Regions from separate parts of the Mus musculus genome. Here regions 1 and 3 are each linked to region 2. A link is a contact called in public Hi-C and HiCAR-type data. All regions are on one chromosome and are shown on one strand. Each heading gives the region's core, a stretch centred on a gene start, on an enhancer-like site or on the middle of the called end of the contact. The rest is flanking DNA. Distances are from core to core; before and after follow the strand shown.

The links. A called contact is a pair of places that touch in the nucleus more often than the background predicts. HiCAR-type assays count read pairs that join an accessible place to other places.
Region 1: a HiCAR-type map of astrocytes shows a contact between it and region 2, with 6 times the contacts expected there. The contact joins the promoter of Col14a1 here to the promoter of Wdyhv1 in region 2. A contact is called at or near these places in 4 of 39 promoter capture datasets (embryonic stem cells, hippocampal neurons, liver and 1 more) and 1 of 115 datasets of contacts at active chromatin or transcription factors (astrocytes).
Region 3: a Hi-C map of B cells shows a contact between it and region 2, with 6 read pairs. The contact joins the enhancer-like site here to the promoter of Wdyhv1 in region 2. A contact is called at or near these places in 3 of 39 promoter capture datasets (hippocampal neurons, liver and pre-B cells), 1 of 484 Hi-C or Micro-C datasets (B cells) and 1 of 9 other capture datasets (liver).

The regions. Positions count from the first base shown.
Region 1 is chr15:55,306,297-55,310,426 of GRCm38.p6, forward strand. Col14a1 (collagen, type XIV, alpha 1) reads left to right here and starts at 1,455. Exons shown (of 48, transcript NM_181277.4): 1 at 1,455-1,688.
Region 2 is chr15:58,139,713-58,143,394 of GRCm38.p6, forward strand. Wdyhv1 (WDYHV motif containing 1) reads left to right here and starts at 1,654. Exons shown (of 6, transcript NM_029734.2): 1 at 1,654-1,869. The coding sequence starts at 1,781. Gm23475 (a small nuclear RNA gene) reads right to left here and starts at 3,557; the gene lies at 3,496-3,557.
Region 3 is chr15:55,827,229-55,830,850 of GRCm38.p6, forward strand. All of the region lies in intron 1 of Sntb1 (syntrophin, basic 1), which reads right to left. Among named protein-coding and RNA genes, the nearest start is that of Sntb1, 78 kb to the right of the region's middle. Within about 2 kb of position 1,938, at least 83 of the 459 cell types and tissues checked have an H3K27ac peak or open chromatin away from gene starts, as enhancers often do. A contact at or near this core is called in B cells and liver, where this site is marked.

The DNA of each region.
Region 1 (4,130 bases), core at 205-2,704, 2.8 Mb before region 2:
AGTGGTCACCAGCACCTTGGTACATTATTAAAAGGGGATAATAATAGACATTTGAGGAGTAAAACATTGGAAAGGACATATATCCAAGGAACAAATACTCCTTGAATTCAGGCTCCTACTTGCCAGAAAAGTCTGTTTCAGTTCGCCAAGCCGACGCAGGCGGCAGGTGGCGCTCTCACCCTGGCAGTCCCGCGTGCGGGTTTTTAGTCTTTGCGTTCGACTACCGAGGGACCCGGGCGAATAGCGCACATTAATGAAGCACAGAAGGATCTTCAAGCTGCAAAGCAGCCTTCTTTCTCTGTGGCGGAGTTGAAGCCAAGACTGATCCCGACTCGGGGTCTCAGGGAGGAGGCTATAGCGATCCTTTTCACTTTAAGGCGAAGTTCAGAAACTACGCAGAGAGGCCACTTGGAGAACATTTGGAGTGAAGTACGCAAATTTGAAGAAAGCCTAAGCTTGGAAGGTTCGAGGTCTCGGGAATCACCTTGAATGGTGTAGCGCATCCCTTCCTGTGCTCTCAGAAGGGCATTTTGGAGGCAGGTTCGGGAACGTATGAGAGTACCTCTCACTGATTCTCTACCGCCTGCTCTTGGAACTGATCAAAATCACAGTCATTTTGGTCTTTTCTCACAAATGGTCGGCGTGTATGCAACTCCCGCTCTCCATTTGAGCCGATGACAACTTCTGGTGTGACACTGGACGCCTGGGCATTTGCTAACCTGACACAAAATGGGAAGATGACCTTTTAAAAAGCGCCCAGAGGACAAGAACTCAGATCCAGTCCCCAGCCACCAAGAGCTCTGAGCATCTCTAGCCATTCCAGAACAGGACTTCTCAAAGGGCGTGGCCCGCACAGACCAGAGTCCCCAGAGTTTTATAGACGATGGGTCCTTCGGATTCGCTCAAACCTACTGACTGTAATCTCTGAGCATGGGGAAAGGAGATCTGCTGGTCCAACAGCATAAAACTGTCCATATTTTGTTTCTACGACCAAGAAAACCCTCCAATTTAGCATTCTTCCAGTCGATTCCCGTTGAATAAATGTCTACCCTTGGCGACTGTGCTGGTCCCTAGGACTTGAAGAGCAAGGGAGAGGGGACCCACTGTGGGAAGGCAAAACTCATCTTTGGGGATGGAGCCTGGACGAGTGCTGGAGATTTCCCAGTGACTCGGGGGTTCTGATGGGGGGGGGGGGAGCACAGGGCACTGCTTTAGTTGTGGGGGTGGGGAGGACCCAGGGGCTCCTCAATTGCGTTCTATACCCGGCTGCCACGCGCACCTGGGTCGGCTGCCAGTCCTTGGGCTGAACTTGGGAGGAGTGGGGCGGGCTCCTCTGCAACTCGAGCGGGGCGGGGATGCTAGAGAGGAGGAGGGAAAGTGGGGGTCTGTCTCCCCACTTCCCGCCCCCCGCCACCACCTTTGGCTTTATAATTGGCTCGCGCAGCGGTTTCTTTCCTCTTATCTGATCCTGGGTGAGAGGCGAGGGGAAGGAAGCTCTGTAGGGCAGGAGGCGACGGGAGAGGGACAAGGAGAGGACAGAGTGAACGACAGGAAAGAGAAGTTAATTGAGAAAGGGTACTCTGAGGGAAGGCGAGCCAGGGCAGTGGTTCGCTAAGAACCAGTCGGCGGCTAATCTTCCCTAGGCGCCAAGAGGTCCCCAACCTGGGCTGGAACGTTGCCCTGCACAGGTCAGTTCGTCTTTCCCTACTGTTTTCCCGCTCGGCTTTGCATAATTCATAGGTGAAGAAAGAGCCCCAGTGAGAGCCACCTGCAGACGGATGCGATTGCCAGGACCAACCACTGCAAGTGTGCCCGCGGGGTGGCCGGAGACCTTAGGGGTGAGCTAGGAGACCGTGCACCCAGATAGATGCTTGTCTGGGGACCACAGGGCAGAGAGATTGCAACGCGCCTAGTGACCGACGGGTGTGTGGACAGCAAAGGAGCCCTCCGTTTCTCTCTGAGGATCCCTCCCTCCCATGGTGTCTGTGTGCGGTGGGCGCCGGGCTGGAATTGGCTGCATTTGGCAGCTCTGTAGTGGTGGCTCCAGCAAGTTCAATTGGTAAAGGCTTAGGGAGTCTTTTGGAAGCACCGTGTACGCACAGAGCACAACGCTGTTTAGATTCTATTTGGCAGTGGATCGGGAGACCAGTCCTTGGAGAACACGCATCCAAGCATTCACTGGACTGTTGCTGCACGTCGGGGCAGCTGTGGACCAGGCTCTGCACGGAAAGGGGGGTAGCCAGTGAGAGTTCATAGACAGTAGAATGATACCAAGCTCCCAGTGTTGCTGCTTTGAGGGGAACCACCAAGCTAAGCTGCTGCAGGAACCTTCTTCACTTTTTTTTCCTTTTATTTTTGCGAACTCCTCTTGCGTTCCGCTTGTGGGCATCCGGAGCATCTGCAGAAGTTGGGCTTTAGCATGCAGTATGCACAGTCTGGAGCAGGGCTAGGTTAGGTTAGGTTAGAGGAGCCCCGTGATTCTTTCGAGTAAGTAACCTTAGTTACCCGCCACGGTTTGGAGTCATTATGCAAACTTGGTGCTGAGTTCTTGGGTGCTCAGTGGGTAGCTAGTCTTGTGCTCAGGGTTGCTTAGGCAAGGTCTAGGAGAGCTGTTAACTTGCCCTGAAGAGCACCTCTGAAGATGCTCACGTGCAGTTCTCAGAGTGGTATGAATCCCTCTCCCACTTCCCTCCCCCGCTTCCAACTCCCCAACCCCGCCAACTGCTGGAACATGACTTCTAGATCTGACTGGAGTTCCAAGAAAGAAAGATCTATTTATTTAGGCAGGGTGGTATGTAGCTCAGGCTGGTCTAAAAGTTTTCTTCAGAACAGAGGGAGGAGACCTTGGGCTCACATTCCTCCCGTCTCCACCTCCCAAGTGCAGGATTGCAGGTGTGTGCGCGCGCCACTGCCTGGCTTTGACTCTGCTGGAAGCCTTGCAGAGTTGTTTGCTGGTAGCAAGTGTTAAAGTGGAGCACTAGCAGTAGGAAGAGAAATAGGAGGAAGACCTCTGTGACACCACGGTTAGGAGAAAATGAGATTTCTCAATCTTCAGTTACTGGAGGTCCTGGCCTCAGCTTCTACCAAAGGACCAAAGGCACTTCTTTATAGGATGGAGTAGCAAGCAGGCTCAGGGTGGCTGCACTAAAGAGATTGGGTGTTCTGTTGCTGAAGAGGGACTCCACCTCTATAGGTAGCCTCACTATTACATTAGAAATGGGTGGGTGGGTGAATGGAGGGTCGGACAGATGGAATTTAGATCTGATGTTAAGAGAATAACACGGAGGGGGTTTTGTTGCACCTGGACCCAATGCCAGATTTTCTAATACAGTTCTTTGATGGTTTGATTTGGTTGGTTTGTTTGTTTTGTTATTTATTTTGTTGTGACAGGTTGTGCCATGACTGGCCTGGAACTCATCAGGTAGCCCCCGCTGGCTAGGAACTCTAGGACCCTCTTGCCTTCGTTCCCTCAGTGCTGGCATTACAGGCATAGGCCACCATGCCTGGTTCCTTGTTTGTGTTGTAAACAGTCTACTTGATAATCATTTCACACAGGACACAATTCACACATTTAAAGTGCATAACTCAAGAGCTTTTAGTATATTTAAAATGTGCAGTACACATCCCAAATTAAGAATTATTTTAGGTTTCTGGAGATGGCTTAGTGGTTAAGAACACCTACCGCTCTTCTAGAGAGGGTTAGGGTTAGGTTAGTTTGGCTCCAAGCAAGGATATTTGGCAGCTCATAAACACCTGTAATTCCAGCTCCAGGGAATTGGACAGCCTCTTCTTGTCTCCATGGACATCCACGCCAAATACACATGCTTTTTGTTTTTTTGGTTTTGTTTTTTTTTTTTTTTCGAGGCAGTGTTTCTCTGTGTAGCCCTGGCTGTCCTGGAACTCACTCTGTAGACCAGGCTGGCCTTGAACTCAGAAATCCACCTGCCTCTGCCTCCCAAGTGCTGGGATTAAAGGTGTGTGCCACCACCGCCAGGCCACATGTTTTTTGTTTTTGTTTTTTAAATTTCTAAAAAGATATAGAACATTTTTAGTATTTCCAACAGAAAACCTACAGCTCTGGATAGTAATTTCCCAACTTGTCATCCGGTCTTGGTGGATTTCATATACAT
Region 2 (3,682 bases), core at 404-2,903:
TCCAGCTGTAAGGTGTTTTCTCAATTAGTGATCCAGGGCAGAAGAGGGCCCATTGTGAGTGATGCCATCCCTGGGCTGGTAGTCTTGGATTCTATAAGAAAGCAAGCTGAGCAAGGCAGGGGAAGCGAGCCAGTAAGTAACATCCCTCCATGGCCTCTGCATCAGCTCCTGCTTCCTGACTTCCTTTGGTGATGAACAGGAATGTGAAAGTGTAAGCTGAATAAACCCTTTCCTCCCCAACTTGCTTTTCCTTGCTTCTCGGTCATGATGTTTGTGCAGGAATAGAAACCCTGATTAAGACAGAAGGCCATTGCTGTCCACACACAACTGCAAGCAGGCTTCCCCAAGTTCTGGTGTCTGTCCAGAGCTGACTCCACTGGAGGGCAGGATGATCACACAACTAGCTCTGGTCCCTTCTAGAAACTGCAGGGATCCTCTTTCCCTTGCAATCTCTTTCCATCCTTCTACTGAGAAAGCTTAACTTCACACTCACTTTGTACTAACCAAGAGAGGCTTCATGACTGCCACTCCCTGCCTCCCAGCCTCTGTTGAAGGGAGTATTCAAGCTGAAACAATAAATTGGTAACAGACACAAACACATGTTTAGTTTGTAGGATTTATGGGTTTTGGACAGCAGCTGAAGTTCACCAGAATACCACCAGCACAGCACTTTATGGGGTTGGGGTCTCAGAAGGCTGAGAGTCTGTGGGTGGCCTATAATCTAATCTTAAGAAGTCCAGCGTTTGCAGGGAGGTTCTCTGAGCACTTAAGGCACACACAGGAGACTGGGATGTCTATAGAGACAGTTCTCTATGTCTTTAATTCACTATGCATAAACACTGTTTTAGCAATTTGGTGTCTTCTCTTTTGAAAATAAATATGATTAACACAAAATGCTATCCAGACTCTTTAAATCTTTTTTTTTTTAAAAGAAAAATTCTTTTGTAGTCTAGGATCACCTTGCATTAGAAGCAATCCTCCTGCTTCAGTCTCCTGCATGCAAGGACTTTAGGTGTCTGTCACCACACCTGGTTAAAACTTTTTTTCTTTAAAATACACACACACACACGGAGAGGGAGAGAGATCCAGATGAGAAGAAATTAAATTACAATATGGTGAGATCTGGGTGCACTGCACTAACACCCCCCCCCCCCCCCCCCGTTCGCCTTTCTTTCTCAGTTCCTGCTCTAAAGGTTCAGCTTTCGTGCGTGCCCAAGCATCTCTTAGTTTAGAGTTTCTTCTGGTTTCACACAGCGGGCAACCTTAGCTGGAGTTTTAAGTGTATCCGGAAGCTCATATCTAAACACTGGCAACAACACAAGCAATCCCTCCATGGGAGGGCGACTAGGTCTACGCAGCGTAGCTCAAGAACAGGTTCGGTTTGGGGTCCGGGTGGTGGGGGGGGCGGGGCGAGAGGGAAGCCTCTAAGTGCATCCCGCTCTGCCACAGGCTCCACCCACCACGCAAAACCTGGCAAGAACTACACAGTTCAAGTCATCCTAAGATTCGCATTCCCAGCCCCCTCTCCACCAGCCTCGCCCCACCCCCACCCCCCTCAGATCCCACTCATTCTCTCAGGCCCCGCCCACCCGGAACCACGCAGGCTTCGTCATCCCGGGCTCCGCCCTCACGCTGCACGGGGCCCCGCCCACCCGGCTCTCGGCTCTCCCACCCGGAAACTGTCCTGGCCGCCTACTCTGTTGTCCTCTCCTCCTGGGAGACTGGCGACAATTGCGGCCAGCGGGTTGTTTAGTTGACCTGTGAGCCACAGCTTCGGGTCATGGAGGGGGACGGCCCCGCCGCCACGGCCCCGCAGTACCAGCCGGTCTGTCCTACGCGGGACGCATGTGTCTACAACAGCTGCTATTGGTGAGAGAGCGCGGGCGCGGACCCCGGGAATCTGCGCGGTTTCGCGCGCCGCCACCAATGCGCCCCTCTCCTGGATGCTCCCCTGAGTGCTGCTGCTGGCCTACACTGCCCGGGTTTAGCGCCGGGATGAGGAGGGTGGGGAACGCATTTCTGGTCTCCTTAGCTGAGCCTGAGCAGTGGGGTGAAGTCGGGGCGTCTTAGTGCATAGGGACAAGGGAGGGAGGGGAGTTAGGCTGGAGACCCAATGGTAACTGTTGAAGTCTGCATTGATTCAGGTTGAAGTATACGTCTTTATAATTTTAAAGACAATGGAGACACAGAATTTGTGGTAGTAGGAAATCCAGTTCAGGCAACTGGCTACCCTGATTACCTTACTGGCATTACCTTACTGGCCATATGATAATGGTTGCATTTGCACCATCCTTGCCATATGCTAGGCATTGTTTTGCGTGCATGGTGTAAATTAACTCAGTTGAACCTCACAGTAATCCCAAGAGGTAGGTACTGGTGTGATTGCAGCTTGGAAGAACTCTGAGGTACTGAAGGGTGTGCTGCTGTTTTACACAAGGCCCCGGGATTGTGAGGTTAGTGTCCTAGGCTGCTTGTGCAAACACCGTTCACCTTGCCTTTTTTGTCCCTAGGCCTCATCTTCCTTTTGTGTAGGGACTGCTATCCCAACTCAGGAGAAACCTCAGGATCATTTAAATAGACTCCTCTCAACTCTAGCTGGTCACTCAAACAAGGACTCTAAGAACTTAGCATTCAGCTGTGACTGACCAGTGACCACTTTAGCTCAAGTCCAAGTGCTTGCCCTGGTTCTCAATCTTCCAGGGCTGTGACCCTTTAATACAGATCTTCTTGTTGTGGTGACCCACAGCTGTAAAAACTTCGTTGCTATTTCACAACTAATTTTGCTACTGTTAAGAATCGTAGTGTAAATATCTGATATTCAACGCCATGACCCACAGATTGAGAACAGGGGGTGGTAGAGCGATGTCTTGGAGACAGGTTCTGTGGTAATTATTGACACTACAAAGGCTGAACTATAGAATGGTTGTGGTTTGTCCCAGACCACACAACTAAGTGGAATGAGATCTGGAGTCTACATGGTGGTTGGGAGTCCTTCTTTTTTAGCTGTTGCATTATAGATCTGCTCCGCCTGGTTTCCAAATCCTGCTAGTTTTTATCTGGAACATTTACTCTGTGTCTTCCATTTATTTAGTAAATATTTCGTAGGGATGTGAAATGTATGTTGGTTGATTCTATGCACAGAGGATAGAGCAGTAAACAAGGTAGATAAATTTCCTGGCAGTGCCAAGGACTGGCCTCAGCTGGGACCGGGTTTCTGAAAGAAGGGGTGTTTGGGAGCAGTGAAAACTACTTGAAGTCAAATTGTTGGTCCATGCTGGTGGTCTATGTTCCGCTGATGTGGCTTTCTAGACTGCTCTCTCTGTGTCTGCTTGAGACAGCTTTTTCTTGCTATTCTGAAAACTTTTTGGTTGAAACAGCTAGCTTTCTGCTCAAGACAGCTCTCTCTGCTATTAAAAGTTCTAAAAGCTCTTTGGATAGCTCATGGGTTTGCTGACCAAGTCAGAAATCCTGTTAGAAATACTCAAAAAGTAATTCTTGGGTTTTCTGATCAAAATCAGAAAGCCAGAAAAAAAATTCTAAAAGAGCTGTGTTCACTCTTCTGCCAGCTTTTTCTGTTTAGCTGCTAGGAGACATGCTAACAGAGCTGTGTCAGTAAATCTTATTAGAGAAAATTCTAAAAGAGCTAAGAAAAGATCTGAAAGAGCTGTGGTCGCCCTCCTTA
Region 3 (3,622 bases), core at 688-3,187, 2.3 Mb before region 2:
AACCTGCGTCTAACTCTCTAGGAGCCTATTGAGCTTTTGAAATGATCTTCTGTTGTTTTTTGATGAAATGGGAAGCAGAGAAAGGATAGAAACACCAGATAAAAATTAATATTAGTTGAAGATGGACACATGCAGACTGGAGGAACTGCAGAGCTGGGTTAGCAAAGTATCTAGGAAACAGTGGCGGGAAGGATGAAAAAAAAAAATCCCAGAGAGTCAGTGGGGGACCACTGAGGCCTGGAAGTGAGGAGCACAGCGCATAGAAGAAGCTGCAGCAATGCAATTAGGAGGAAATGAAGAGCAAGGTGTAATGGGAGTTAGGCTATGTAGCACCAACTATTGGCTTGCATGAGTAGCCCTGCTAATGCTTGGACCCTTTCTAACTTCAGCTGCATTGAGGGTAGGCAATTCCTTCAAGTGTCAAGAGCTCACCTGTGGACTCTCAGCTTCACTGAGTCAGACAATCATGGAGAAAACCATGGGAGGCTGGGAAGGTAAAGAAGAAGCTAGGGTGAAGTGAGATATTACTGGCTATCCTTCAGCCTTCAAACCAGTTAGAGGGTGTCGTTACTCTAGCTGTATCCTGAACAGTTGTATTCCTCAGTCGCAGTCATCCAAAGTGGCAACCAGCTCATGACTACATCCTTCCTACTTTGACTAGGGATCCCTGTGTCAATCTTCTGCTTCTTGAGCTGAAGTCCTGCATAAACCACCTGCACCTTAATCCTCTTCTCACTCCACGTTAACTCCACCTTTTGAGAAGCCCTCAGTGGGGAAACCATCAAAGGAAGTCAGTTTGTGGCAGCAATAGTCACAGCCGAGGAAGAGAGGACACTCTGGTGGGAAGGTTCTACAACATTCAATACTTTAGAGCCCTGAATGGCTGAAAGGAAACCTAAAACACCATTCCCTTGTCCTAAGGCAGCTACTTCATTATCTCACACAGCAGGGTCTCTCTAAAATGTGACCTTAAGCTAATCCTCACTATTACTAAGCCAATATCTTCCAACACCGATAGTAAGTTAGATCACTGGTCCTAATAGTATAAAAAAATCTATCACTATATTATAGGTAAAGACTCTGCATATACAGGAGAACATAGTAGTCTTTTTCTTTCTGAGATTAGGCAACCCTACATAGTATTATGTATTTGAATTCCATTTATTTTCATGTGGATTTACTGGTTTTGTTTTTCTTTAAAGTTTAATAATATTTCATTTTTCTATATGCCAGATTTTCATTATCTATTTATCTACTAATAGATCCTTGCTGTAGTAATAAAGTAGCAATAAGCATGAAATGCAAATATCTCTATGATAGGTTACTGAACTGCCTGGGTGCATGCCCAGAAGACACACACACACACACACACACACACACACGCACACGCACACGTACACAGTGTATGTTATATAATGTCTAGAAGGGAAAACAAGGCAGGGTAACAGAGGGTGATGGAGAAGGTTGGGCACAGGATTCATGAAAGTGTGTATAATTGTTTTTGTAACTTCAATTCTTTCATGTTTTTTTTTCCTGGTAACTGTAACTGATAGTGAAAGTGTTAAGCCCGAAGAGAAAGAAGAGTAGGAAGGGTATAGTAATGAGCTGGTGTGGAGACACCTTCAGAATGCTATTGCTAACTAGAGAAGTTTATTGAGATATACAAAGTCTGAGACCAGGAGGGGATTTGAGTGTCTACATTAACTTAACCTTGGGTTGTTTTTATTTGTGAGTTCCTTACAATAAGGTAACTGTTATATTTTAAAAAGAAGAAAACTAAAGGAGTTAAGGAGCTATAAATGCTGACTGTAGTACATTCCCATCCATCTGTTCTGCCTGAGATGAGAGGGAAGTTTGAGAGTTCAGTACTCACTATCTTGTGCTCTCTACCCCTCCCTCCCAACTCACTAAGGGCTGTGGGTTTCCCCCATGTACATAACAGGAAGTATTGCCTCTGTCTACTAGTGTTGTAGAAGCAAACATCACGCAGAGCATTATGTAAGGACTGTTTTCACATAGCCTCAAAAAGTCAATTCTGAATATATTCCTAAGACATCAACTGTCACTTAAAAACACGATACTAGCTTAGTGGTCAGTGGTTATCATCTATAGCTTGGTAGACTTTCTAAGAGGTATTGTTGACCATGGAGTGGAAATTTTTTCTGGGTCAGAGATCTATTTGTTGTTACAAAAAGGCAAGCACTATCTGCTCCAGGCACACTATGGTAAAACTATGCTTCATGAATTAAGCTTGTCTTTCAATTACATATAATTTTAAAATATCTATTTCCCCAACTATTCAAAGAGCTAAATTAATTTATAAATGTATTTCAAGAATATTAAAGATAATGTAAGTATTTTGAAATAGGCTCTCTTCAGATAATTGTCAAAAGGAAAATCGGCAGAAGGAAAGCAATTGTATCAGAGCTTGTTTTTTCCGGTGTACATAAGCAAAAACATGAGTTTTCAAAGGAATTAGAGCCATTATCTGGAGAGTTTCTGTCAGTGGTGCGGGATGAAAGCCATTAAAGATCCACAATGTAGGAGAGCATGTAGCTGATTGTAATCGACAATGAACTTGCAGTTGGGGTTTGAAGAGGCACATTCTGGCACTGGGGAAGAAGCTTGGCAATTAGAAAGTCATAACAATCTGAAACTGGAAGGCTGGCAGACCCACAGCCCGGCGTTACCCATGCTAATGGTCTAATAGTCAAGCTGTAGTGGCCCTCTTCAGCTTAAATAACATTTGCCAGTCTTCCCAGTCAACGCTTTTTCTCTTTTTATTAGGCATTATACTGCAGGAGTTGTACCAAGCCTGCTGTGAGCCATAGATTGAGAGGCATCGAGGTTCTCCTGGAGAGTGGCATGGGAGAGAACAGAAATCCCACTCAGTAAACATTTACCTGCTGGTCAGCACAGCATGGATGAATACTATGTGGCCTGTGGGTCAAAGTCAGCCTCCTCTCGTTATATTAGATACAATAAACTTAAAGTGTGCTAAAATCTGTGGGGACAAGTGCCAGGCAGGCTGACAGTCACGACTTCTTTTCTTTTCTATGGAGTCCAAGGGCTATGCTGATGGAGAGTAAGAACATCTGATCCACACAAGAGGCAGGCAAGGAGTGTGAGGGACAAGCAAGCAGATGCTGTGCAATTTATGGCCTGCCCTTTACCTGAAAGATGACTGTGAGCAAGTTATTGTACTGTCCAGTTTCTAGCGTTAAAATCATGATCATCATGGCAACTGCACACAGAGATGATGTGATTGCCAAGCTGTGATTATATACATGCAGGGGCCTGGGTGGCAGCAGTGTGCAGTAACGCTGGTCGCTACTTTCAGAGAACAGGAGAGTGTCTGTCAGGTACATTTCCCTGCTGTATACCAAGTACTGCAACAAGAGTGGCTGGGTTGCAGAAGGCCCTAATGACTACTAGGGTCCAAATTCAGGAAAGAGCAGGTGTTTCCACCATTCTGGAGTCAAATTCACTGAATGCTCAACACTGAGATGAGTCATAACCCCTCATTATTCTTGGTTTGCAGATCATCAAGCCAGTGAATGGTCAGCCTACTCTGTGTGAGTTTGACTCCATCCAGGGTTGATGCTTTTTCTGCCATATCACC